Linked DNA regions of Mus musculus: all the other regions are linked to region 2. The links are chromatin contacts, called in public Hi-C maps. All regions are on one chromosome and are shown on one strand. The core of a region is the stretch at or near the end of the contact, and the rest is flanking DNA. Distances in the headings are between cores, read along the strand shown.

Evidence for each region. Hi-C and Micro-C count contacts between places; a contact is called where the count stands out from the background.
Region 1: a Hi-C map of CD4 T cells shows a contact between it and region 2, with 4 times the contacts expected there. The contact joins the promoter of Smarcal1 here to the promoter of Eef1b2 in region 2. A contact is called at or near these places in 1 of 39 promoter capture datasets (pre-B cells) and 1 of 484 Hi-C or Micro-C datasets (CD4 T cells).
Region 3: a Hi-C map of pre-B cells shows a contact between it and region 2, with 7 times the contacts expected there. The contact joins the promoter of Bard1 here to the promoter of Eef1b2 in region 2. A contact is called at or near these places in 1 of 39 promoter capture datasets (pre-B cells) and 1 of 484 Hi-C or Micro-C datasets (pre-B cells).

Annotation. Positions count from the first base shown.
Region 1 is chr1:72,581,152-72,584,567 of GRCm38.p6, reverse strand. It overlaps Smarcal1 (SWI/SNF related matrix associated, actin dependent regulator of chromatin, subfamily a-like 1), which reads right to left and starts at 1,317. Exons shown (of 17, transcript NM_018817.2): 1 at 1,130-1,317.
Region 2 is chr1:63,175,132-63,178,418 of GRCm38.p6, reverse strand. It overlaps Eef1b2 (eukaryotic translation elongation factor 1 beta 2), which reads right to left and starts at 1,588. Exons shown (of 6, transcript NM_018796.3): 1 at 1,128-1,588; 2 at 543-665. The coding sequence starts at 1,207. It overlaps Ndufs1 (NADH:ubiquinone oxidoreductase core subunit S1), which reads left to right and starts at 1,597. Exons shown (of 19, transcript NM_145518.2): 1 at 1,597-1,833.
Region 3 is chr1:71,101,661-71,105,040 of GRCm38.p6, reverse strand. Bard1 (BRCA1 associated RING domain 1) reads left to right here and starts at 2,069. Exons shown (of 11, transcript NM_007525.3): 1 at 2,069-2,373. The coding sequence starts at 2,234.

The DNA of each region.
Region 1 (3,416 bases), core at 68-2,567, 9.4 Mb before region 2:
GCACCCATGTTGAAAACGATGTCTAATTGAGTGGCAGACAAAGTGACGAGAATCAGAAAGATTTGACAGAATAGGATATGCCCAACTCTCATGAGGAACGGGAAGCCACTTAAGGGAGAGACAGACAGTGCAGGAGGAGAGAGTACAGCACAGGATACGGTAGAGTTGAGAGAAAGAGTAGAGCAGCAGAGAGGGAGGCGGAGGCAGTTTTACCGGGAGAGCTTTACAGAGACAGGCTGAAGAAAGAACAGGTCAGACACAGGTAAAGATAGAATGAGCAAGAGAATGAGAAGGAGCCAGAAGATTAGAACCAGATTCCTAGAGTTTGAGACCAAACAGAGCAATTCAGAGGCGGAGAGAAAAGCCAGACTGAATCAGTCAGCTGGGGAAAGAAGTCTGAGCCAGAACAGCTGAGTTGAACCAGCCAGCTAGAGTTCAGAAAAAACACGAAAGGGTGAGTTTATTCAGCAGCAAGTCTCAAGGGGCTGAAAACATTCAAGGCCCAGATCAGAATATAAGGAGGCTAGAAGCTTCCAGGACTAGGCCTAGGTTAGCAGATGGAGGCAGTGAGCCTCCCAGACAACTACAACAGGATAAAAGTTACTTTTATATTATAATGATTGTAACATAGGAAATACTCCAGTAGCACCGCCAGCCGTCAAAGAAAGCTCTAGACTCTTGACTTCAGAGGGTTTACATTTTAATCCTTGCTAAGACTCCCTTTAGACAAAGCACCCCAAAACATCTCCTCTCACAGATGTTACACTCAAGCCTGCCAGCCAGCAGCAATGAAAACTCTCAGCCTTGTATTCAACTAGGGTTATACCTACCAAGGCCTAGTATGCTGACTGACCCAGTTGGGGAGATGAGACCACGGAATGAGAGGTCCAACTAATAAACCATAAACCACAAATGCACACCACCACATAGACATTCCTCTTTGCTGAGACCTGGGCTTCCCTTCCCTTCCTGTGCACATCCTGGGTGCCTGAGAAAAGGGGACGCCCCGCCCCACTTTGCCTCTAGCATTTCCACTTGGATCTTCCCGTCCCCACTGCTCCCTCCTCTTGCCGTATTTGGTCTCGTCCGTCTCCAATGCTGCTACCTCCTTCGCAGCCCACTTTCTTACCTAGCGAGGCCAGTAAGGTGAGGCACCTTAGCAGAACAGCCCTAGACCAGGAGCGTCTTTCAGAGCCTTGCCTAGGCAGTTTTCGCTTCTGGTTGGACTGTTAGAGGAACTAGAATTCAAGCGCTACAATTTCACCCATCTTGGAGCGGGCCATTGGCATTTGAATGGCTCGGCCACCGTCGAACTACATTTCCCAACAGCCAGTACGGCCGCAGATCCCGGTCATAAATTGTGGGTGATAGTACACTTGGTGTAGGGCCTTCTGGGGTTTGTAGTTTGAATCGGAAAGCCTGCCCATTGGAGGTTGGTGAATTTGAGAGGCGTAACGTTGTGGGCGGGTCAAGGTGTGGTGCACCCTGGGAGTTGTAGCTCTCAGTTTCTCCAAACATTTAATCAGGCGTAAGGAAGGCTGAGCGTTCAGTGTCAGGGGTGTCTCCAGACATGTCAGACAGCCAGATTGATTTGATACTTAATAAAGATTTTCCTGGCACACCCGTTTCTAATAGTGCCGTCCTTATAAGCCCCAGCCGCTGCTGAGTATCTGCTTTCCTAGACCAAAGAGGAATTGAAATTTTTAGAGCCTCCATCAGTCAGCGTGCTGATCATTAATAGGAACTTAAGTTAATCCGAACTACAACCTATGAAACATAGACAGTAACTCATGTAACCCAGACTTGTCTAAGAACTCACCCTGTACCAGAGGATGTCTTTCCTGCCTCCACCTCCTACAGACTTGCACCATCATAAGATTATTATTATATCTTTTTTTTTTTTTCCTCAAAAGGCAGGATCTTAACATGTATCATTGGCCTAAAACTGACAGAGATCCTTCTCTGGAGTGCGATTAAAGTTGTGCACCACACACCCAGCTCCATTATCCTCATTTTATAAATGAGAAAACGGAACTAGGACTGGTCCACAATTTTCTCCAGGCTGTATTTAGCTACTTTGTTATTCTGATTCCAAAGCCCTCCCATCTATCAGATACTATCAAGGTTACTTGACTCCATTTCTGAGCACAGCATTCTTTCTGTCCTCCAATGGTTGAATATAATATTCTTCTATCATCAGCGTACACGGAAAGGTTGAAACGATTCTGTTTTCAAACAGAGCTCATTGCAAAGAGATAGATCTCTGAATACAGAGTTAATTGGGGAAATGACCAGACATTTAGGGAAATGTGATGTGTTTTTTAATAAGAAGAGACGATGAGGTGGACTGCAGTAAGATATCATGAACACAGGAGCTATCAAAATAGCAGCCCACAACAGGAGGAAGAGGAATGTTGCTAGTGTTGGCTATTCATGCCAACTCAAGGGGCAGGGGAAGGCTTTCAGTGCCTGAACTCTTGTAAAAGTATACTTTGTAAAGGTTATAAACCCTCAAGGCACACAAGTGGCCAGGCTCTGCCCTGCAGATGTCACTAGTGGTTGTACCAGTGTAGCTGGAGAGGGTTCAAGCCCCACCCTACAAGGAAAAAAAAATCCCACCAATCCTTGAGTCCCAGGCCACTCTGGAAATCCCACCCACCCTCTAGAAATCCTATATAAACCCTGCATTCTGCCCAGTCCTTTGCTGCTTCTCACTGGAGCAGAGGCAGCTGCCCTCCTGAGTTCCCACCTTCCAAGAAGTCTATTGTGGCAAGTTTGTTGTGTGGTGTGACTCTGTGGTATTCCCAACTGCCAGGATTCCTTTCCCTTCAGAGCTGTAACATTTTGGACAGAGCAGAGCTTTGGCAAAACACTTTGCCTGGAGAACTATCCCCTTCTGGAGCAGAGCTATAACACTTGCATTGGGGAATCTTTCCAGGCAGCTATAAGAACTTGTGTAGCAGAGCCTTTTTCCTTAGAGCTGCAACACTTACAGCTAGTATTTGAGGTAAATCTTATATCTTTGGTTTTCCCTACTACTCAGCATCCATTTCCTGCTTCACAGTGTGAACAGCTACTAATTAGCCAGCACCTGTCTTGCTCTTCCTATCCCCTGCAGAGACAGTTAATTTCTTAAGACCAAGTGCTGTGCCCTTCATCTTGCCTGTCACCAATTCACATGACAGTCACTTCACTCTCCAGGCCCAGCTGATTTACCCATAGAGCAATATGGTGTCCTTTGATGTGAATCAGAGGACATCTGGGCCCATGCATCCTAACCTCAGAATGCTGGATTCCTATCTATCCATGTATCTTGCTCCTAGGAATCCCAACTTAGAAAGTCTGGAATTGAACTAAACGATATGGTCTCCTTTCTAGCTCTAGCGTCCTAAACGTGAAGTCACTGTTTAGTCTAA
Region 2 (3,287 bases), core at 339-2,838:
CACATTAGGTCAGTGTCAAAGCCCTTTCTAGGCAAAACACACAATCTTCCTTTCCCAGGAACTCCCACTCTCTTCTGGTTATTTAACCTTTAGCACAATCCCAGGCAAATAACTTTACTCTTCACCCATGGGAGACATTGTATTCAGTACTCACTACGGCTTACTCTTTCAGAATGAACATCTGTTTGAGATTTCATTAAGTATGCTCACTTCCATTCTTAGTGAACTGGAATCCACTTCCCCAAACTTCCACCCTTGCTGGTAGTTTCAGAAGAATGGCCAGGGACCGAATGAGCGAGCTACCCTCACACCCCAGCGGTGGCCCCCCCAGGTCCAAAGCACATGATCAGAGAGGTGTGGGAAAGGTGAACTGCGGTTGTCCATGTTCTACCTGTTCTGTGAGAAAATGGAGGACTTCAGTCTCTTGGCCTTGTAAGGTCACAAAGAAATTCAGCTCACACTAGGTCAGCAATGCTAAAGCCAACTTTAACCCGGTCCCTACTTTGCATGTGAAAATCCAGGTAGCACAAAGATACCTTTACCTGGCCTTTTCTTTTTCATACGACTTGATGTGATTATACCAACGTAGGGCATGACACAGGTCAGCAGGTGGTGGACCAGAAACTGCTTCAAATACTGCCACGTCTGCTTGTGATGGCACGTACCTGCCAGTGACACAAAAACAAGTGCACAGACCTTTAAAAGAAAAGACACAAACACTAGCTGGTAAATGACATAGCCCATATCCGTCAAGCTAACTAGTGAGAACAATTACAGGGCTAGCCTAAGTTGCTTCTCATTGAAAGGACACAGAACATGTTTGAATCTAGGCAAGCCCAAGAACTATCTGCCACCCAGGAGAACTCATCCCACCAGACTTGCCACAGGTTTCAACTAACAAACTAACTTGTCCAAAGACGCGGAAGAACCAGCTGGACGTGGGCACACGGAGAGCAAGCATCATCTCAATTATAATGCTGGCAGCCCCTCCCGGGAGGTCCCGCTCCATTGGCATCCCGGCCCCGGGAGCACTGACTCGGCGTCCCCCAGCATCCGGAGACCCGCTTCCTTCCCGCCGAGCCCGCGCCACGTGGCCCCGGCCCCCCAGCCTCTCGGCTCCTGCTCACCCCTCAATGTAGCTCTTGTCCGCCAGGTAATCGTTGAGCACCTGGAGGCCGGCAGGGGTTTTCAGGTCTCCGAATCCCATGGCGAAGGCTGGAACGGGGAGCTGTGCAAAAGCGGAGGACGAGAGCGCCGGGAGGCCGCGGCCAGCGCTGAGGGAAAAAAAGGACCCAGAGCGTCCGGAAAACTCCTTATATAGAGACGGAGGCGTTTCCCTCCGCCGCCCCGGCTAGAGGTTAAAGGTCAAGGTCCGTTCCTAGTCTCGGTCCTCCGCGTACCACTGCGACTTGGTAACTAAAGGGCCCACAGGTCGTCCGCCGGCCTTCCCTTGTCTTTGGAAGAAAATTAATAAAGGAGGCATTTTAAAATGCCTTCGCTCCAAGGACTCCGAAACGAAGGGAAACGCCCTCTGAGGAGCCGGAGTTGAACGAAAGCGCTCGGACGCAAGGCCTCGGCTACTTCCGGCGGAACTGCAGGTCCAAGTCGTCTTCTCCGCTTCCTCCCGGGCTCGCTCTCGGAAATTGCCGAACAGGTCCGAAGACGGGGAAAAACAGTCGAATCTGTGTTTCTAGTCCCTCCTGGCTTTCCGTCCTCCAGGTCGGGCTGACAGAGGTTGCCGTGGCCGCCATATTGACTTAGCGGCCAGGGTTTTGAGGGGTCAGGGAGACCCGGACAGGTCCGCGGAACTACTCGGTGGGCTCCGGAGGAAAGGTGAGGACGCGTTGAAGTGGGCAAGTTGAAGCGCTTCGAGTGGTGTTTTCTTTTTTGGCAGGTCTGCATCCCATAGGTCAGACAAGCCGTTCTCCTCTTGCCCTTGACTGGGTACCAGCTCCTGCCCCGCCACCTCTGGAACCCGGGAGAGCCGGCAGGTGAGGGTTATGAGCCTTGGTTTCTGGTCTGATGGAGCCTAAGCCGATCAGGAGACCTTTGGGAGTCCGGGCTTGCGAGCTACTCTCTCTTTGCAGGGGAAGACAGGAGATGGCCCTGTCATCAGGAGACCGGTTCATCTCCCAGGGTCACGAGAGACTTAAACCTCAGGCATCGGTTTAGTTGCTGTCTTGAACCTGTCCACGCTACTGTTTGTTTTTGTCTAGCCCGGTGATCATGTTGGGTAGTATTTTATTCATTCCACCGACGGGGAGAACTGACAAAAACTAAAAGTTAGCTCAGTCGGAGCTGGAGGGAGAGTCAAGCGGTTAAGAGTGCCTTGCAGAGAGGATCCGAGTTCGGTTCCCACTAGCCCAGTCAGAAGACTCCCAGCTGCCATGTAACCTTATCAGGGAATTCTCCACTCTCTTTTGGACTGTGAGCACCGGCACTTAGAAGTGCACATTACCCACACACAGATAAGCACATGCACACATAAACTAAAAATGAATCTTAAAAAGTTAGCCTGGAGTCCGCTGCAGATCAGGAAGCTGCGGTGTCTTCAAGTTTGTGAGGTTCATGTCTGTAAGACCAAACAGATTTCTGGGATCCACCCCCACCCCATCACTAAATCTAATATTCTAAGCCAGCTCATCAGCGCCTTTTAGAAAGTTACTTTTATAAGATACAGCCAAGATATTAGAGCCAGGGTGTGATGATGGTACCTGTCTGTAATTCCAGAAAGGGGAGGCTGAGATGTGAGGATTGAACGGAGAACTTTGTGTGTGATTAGGTAAGGACTCTACTAACTGAGCTACATCCCTGACTTGACTGGCTATTTTTGTTCCTATTTGGTAGATACTATGTCTAAAATACATATTAGAGCTGGGAAAGATCTTAGTTGGAAATGATGCTTGCCAATCCTGACATCCTGAGTTAGATCTCCAGGACCCACATTGATGGAAAGAAAGAACTGACTTTCAAAGGGTGTCCTTTAACTTTCACAGGCACCCGCCCCACCCACCTCCTTGTGTGTTTATGGTGACACTCACGGAGTAAGTAAATGAATGTCAACAACAACAACAACAGTAAAATATATACCAATCTGGACATGGTGGTGCGTGTTGATAATTCTGCTCCTTGCTTGGGAAGTGGAGGCCTGAAGTTTAGGAGTCCAAGTTAATCCTTGACTTCATAGCAAGTGTGAAGCCAGTCTGAGGTACATGAGGTCTGTCTACAAACAAACAAACCCCACCAAGTAGAAAACCCCAGTAAAACAAACTGTACAGTGTAGAAGC
Region 3 (3,380 bases), core at 820-3,319, 7.9 Mb before region 2:
TGACAGTCTGTTGGTGTTTAAATGGACCAATCATGTGAAACCGAGCCAATTCCTCCCCCAGCCCCATCCCTTTTCTATAAAAACCCCTAGCTTCCAAGTGTCGGGGTCGAAACCACTGTCTCCTGAGTGAGATACGTTTTGAACCGGAGCTCTGCCATTATGACTCCACCATGTGGTCGACACCTCTGTCTCCTGCGGGAGATATGTGTTGGCCCGGAGCTCCGTCATTAAACTACCTCATGCTTTTACATCAAGATGGTCGTCTTTTCTTGATTCTTGGGTGCGCGCTGAACAAAAATTGAGTGGGGGTTTCCCCACTAGGTTCTTTCAGGGGCAGACACATTGGTTCAGTCCCACACTGAATTTAGCCTCAAGTTGTAGTATTCATAGGAGGCTTGAGTCAGATAATTAAGTGAAGCACTTGCGATATATAAGAGTCCAAGAACTCAAACTCTCAGCTCTATTTAGAGCTTTATATTACATGTCCACCCTGGTTCTATAAATGCTCATATAAATGTGCATGCTATGAACTGTGAGGTTAAAAGTACCTGAGAGACTCTACATTCAGGATCAGGAAAACCTTTCAAGCATTGATGTTTGAGCTGAGATCTGAAGGAGTACTGCCTAAGAGGAAAATTCCAGGTTCCAAAGTGAATCTTTGTGTAAAAGCCCAGAGGCAGCTGGACCTAGGCTTTTGATGAAGAAAAGCTCCACGGGAGAATAATGGCATGCTTTCCCAGGTTGGCATAGGCCTCATATCTCATCAAAGAAATAGCTTTAGAGTTTTATTTGTTTGTTTGTTTGTTTATTTATTTGAGATAGGGTTTGTCTTGACTGTCTCAGAACTCTGTTGACTAGGCTGGCTTTGAACTCAGAGATCCACCTGCTCTTCCCCCCCCCTCCCCCCATTTCCATGCCTCTAGTGCTGGGATTAAAGGACCTTCCAGGCCTTTCCACCTTTAGAGTTTAATCAGGGTAGTGCCAAGACTAATTTTGTGTTTGGTAATGTCTTGTATATCTTTAGTGAGGCCTAAGGATGGGAGGCAATCTAGGCAGATGTGTGGATTCCAGTAAGAAGGAACAACTTTAAGGTAAACAGAGGCAGCTGGGGCGGTTAAGCAGAGACAGAGAAATAAAAGGGGATATGCAAGAATGTGTTCATAGGTTGGAAGCTGTGGAGAGGGCGGGCTGTGCTTGCCCAGTGTTAATATTCAGATCCGCAGGAGGGTCTATGGATTTGGCTGGTAGAATACTTCTAGCATAAAGGAGGCTCTAAACTCAGTTCAGCACCATGTAAGCTGGGCGTGGTGGTGCATATCTGTAATCCCCTATCGCGCAGAGGTGGAGGATCGCAAACTGAGAAGTTCAAGGTCACCCTTAGCTTCACAGTTTAAGCTAGGTTGGCAAACAGACGCCGTTTCAAAAAAAAAAAAAAAAAAAAAATCCCCGGGGAGGGTAGACCCTCTAGCAAACAAAAACGTTTTATGCAGTTTATCATATTTTAAAAGCACACCAGAACTTCTAAGAGATGCCCTTGGTCGGATATTTACAGCTAGTTAAAAAGTGAAATTGAAACTTAGTATTTAGCGGATTCTTATATCCTACAGCAAGGAGAAAAAGAGAACTTTCTTATATAAAGGGTAGTACTTTTATTGTCATGGGAAAAGCTTGTCCAAGTTCAACAGTAGCTTGAATGCCACTCTTTGTAGATGGCTTCAGCGGCAAGCTCCTGAGGCTATGGGAGGGTTAGAATCCAACTTCTAGGTAAGCACAGTTTCAGTAAACTGAGAGGGGGTGGGAATGAAACCCATGGGGAGCCCCGCCTCTTTGAAGGCGTGGCCTGAGGCCCCGCCGCTCAGTTTCCCGCTCAGGAAGTTTGAGCGCGCTATACCCCGCCTCCTAGGGCCACAGGCCTAGGTGACTTCTCCCCACGCCTCCTCAACCCCGCGCCTTGGCACTTTGGTTTCCGCGGTCCGCCCTACACCTCCTGAGGGCGTGGCCTCTCAAGCCTCGCCTCTCCATTTCCGGAACTTGGACCGCATTACTAAAGCCCCGCCCTCAGGCCTTGAGGGCGTGGCCTAAAGCCGGGTCCTTCCATCTCTGAGTTTTACCGCGTTTCAGCCTCCGAGCCGGAGGCGTCCGACCAATTCAGAGACTCCGCACGCAGCAGGATCCGGCGGTGACCAGCGGGGTGCGGCGCTAGAGCAAACCTGACCTCCCCTCCTCTGTGGGAATGCCACGCCGGCCGCCGAGGGTCTGCTCTGGGAACCAGCCTGCTCCCGTGCCCGCCATGGAGCCGGCTACCGACGGGCTTTGGGCCCACAGCCGCGCGGCGCTTGCCCGCCTGGAGAAGCTGCTGCGCTGCTCCCGCTGGTAAGGACCGGCCTGGCGACCTAGTGTCGTCTGTCCCTCCGTGTCCCACTCCTGAGTTTTCTGAGTGGCTTCCCAGCCACCTGCAACGAAGATGACTCAAACGGCACTTTTCGAATTTTCGCGGGAGAACTGCCTTCGGGGCGTGGCTCAAAGCGCAGCTCGTTGGTCACTCCCCGAAGGTGACGCTCGGAGCTGAGCCGAGCTAGTGCTGCTGGGGTCCTGGAGTTCGGTCCTCTGGGAGCGTGGTCCCGTGGTTGCGTGCGGGGCACAACAGCCCCTGTGAGGCTGACCTTTTGGTCCTTTCTCTAGTAGCAGGCTCGGCGTGGGGAATGGGAGGCTAGGGACCTGGTGACCGGTAGTTTGGCGATGGCAGTTTGTTGAGCATCGCAATTTTAACTTAGTTAGATTATGGCCCTGTACCACTGATCCTCCAACATGCCCTCTCTTGGATTTTATTCAGTCTGAAATGCACTCCTAAGTGGTACTTTCTTACCTGAGGCTGTTTATCGAATACTACCAAGAAATATACTTCTTTCCCCTTTTTTCTCTTTGGCAGTAGCGAATGTTAAGCCTTCAGTCTTTACTACAAATACAGTGTTAACTGCAACTTTTTTTTTTTTTTTTAAAGTTAACTGGCAACAAACTTTGCACTTACGTTAAATTATTCTTTTTTTTTTTTTTTTTTTTTTTTTTTTACAAACTCTTAGTATTTGAAAGAATGGCATTGTATTTCTTAGGAGAGTGGCGATTCTGTTAACATGAACACGTTCTGAGTTCTGCTTGTGTTTTCCTAAAGCATACGGATCATCCTGGGTGTAGACATACATCGGAAACTCAACTTCTAGTTGCAGTAGCAGGCCAGTGATGACGCACATGTTGGATCTCAATCTGTGGGTCGCGACCACTGGGACACACATTTAGGTCTTAGGAACGGAGACCCAGCTTAGTAGCAAAATTACAGTTATGAAGTAGCAAAGAAAAGAATGGTATGGTTTAGGGTCACCACA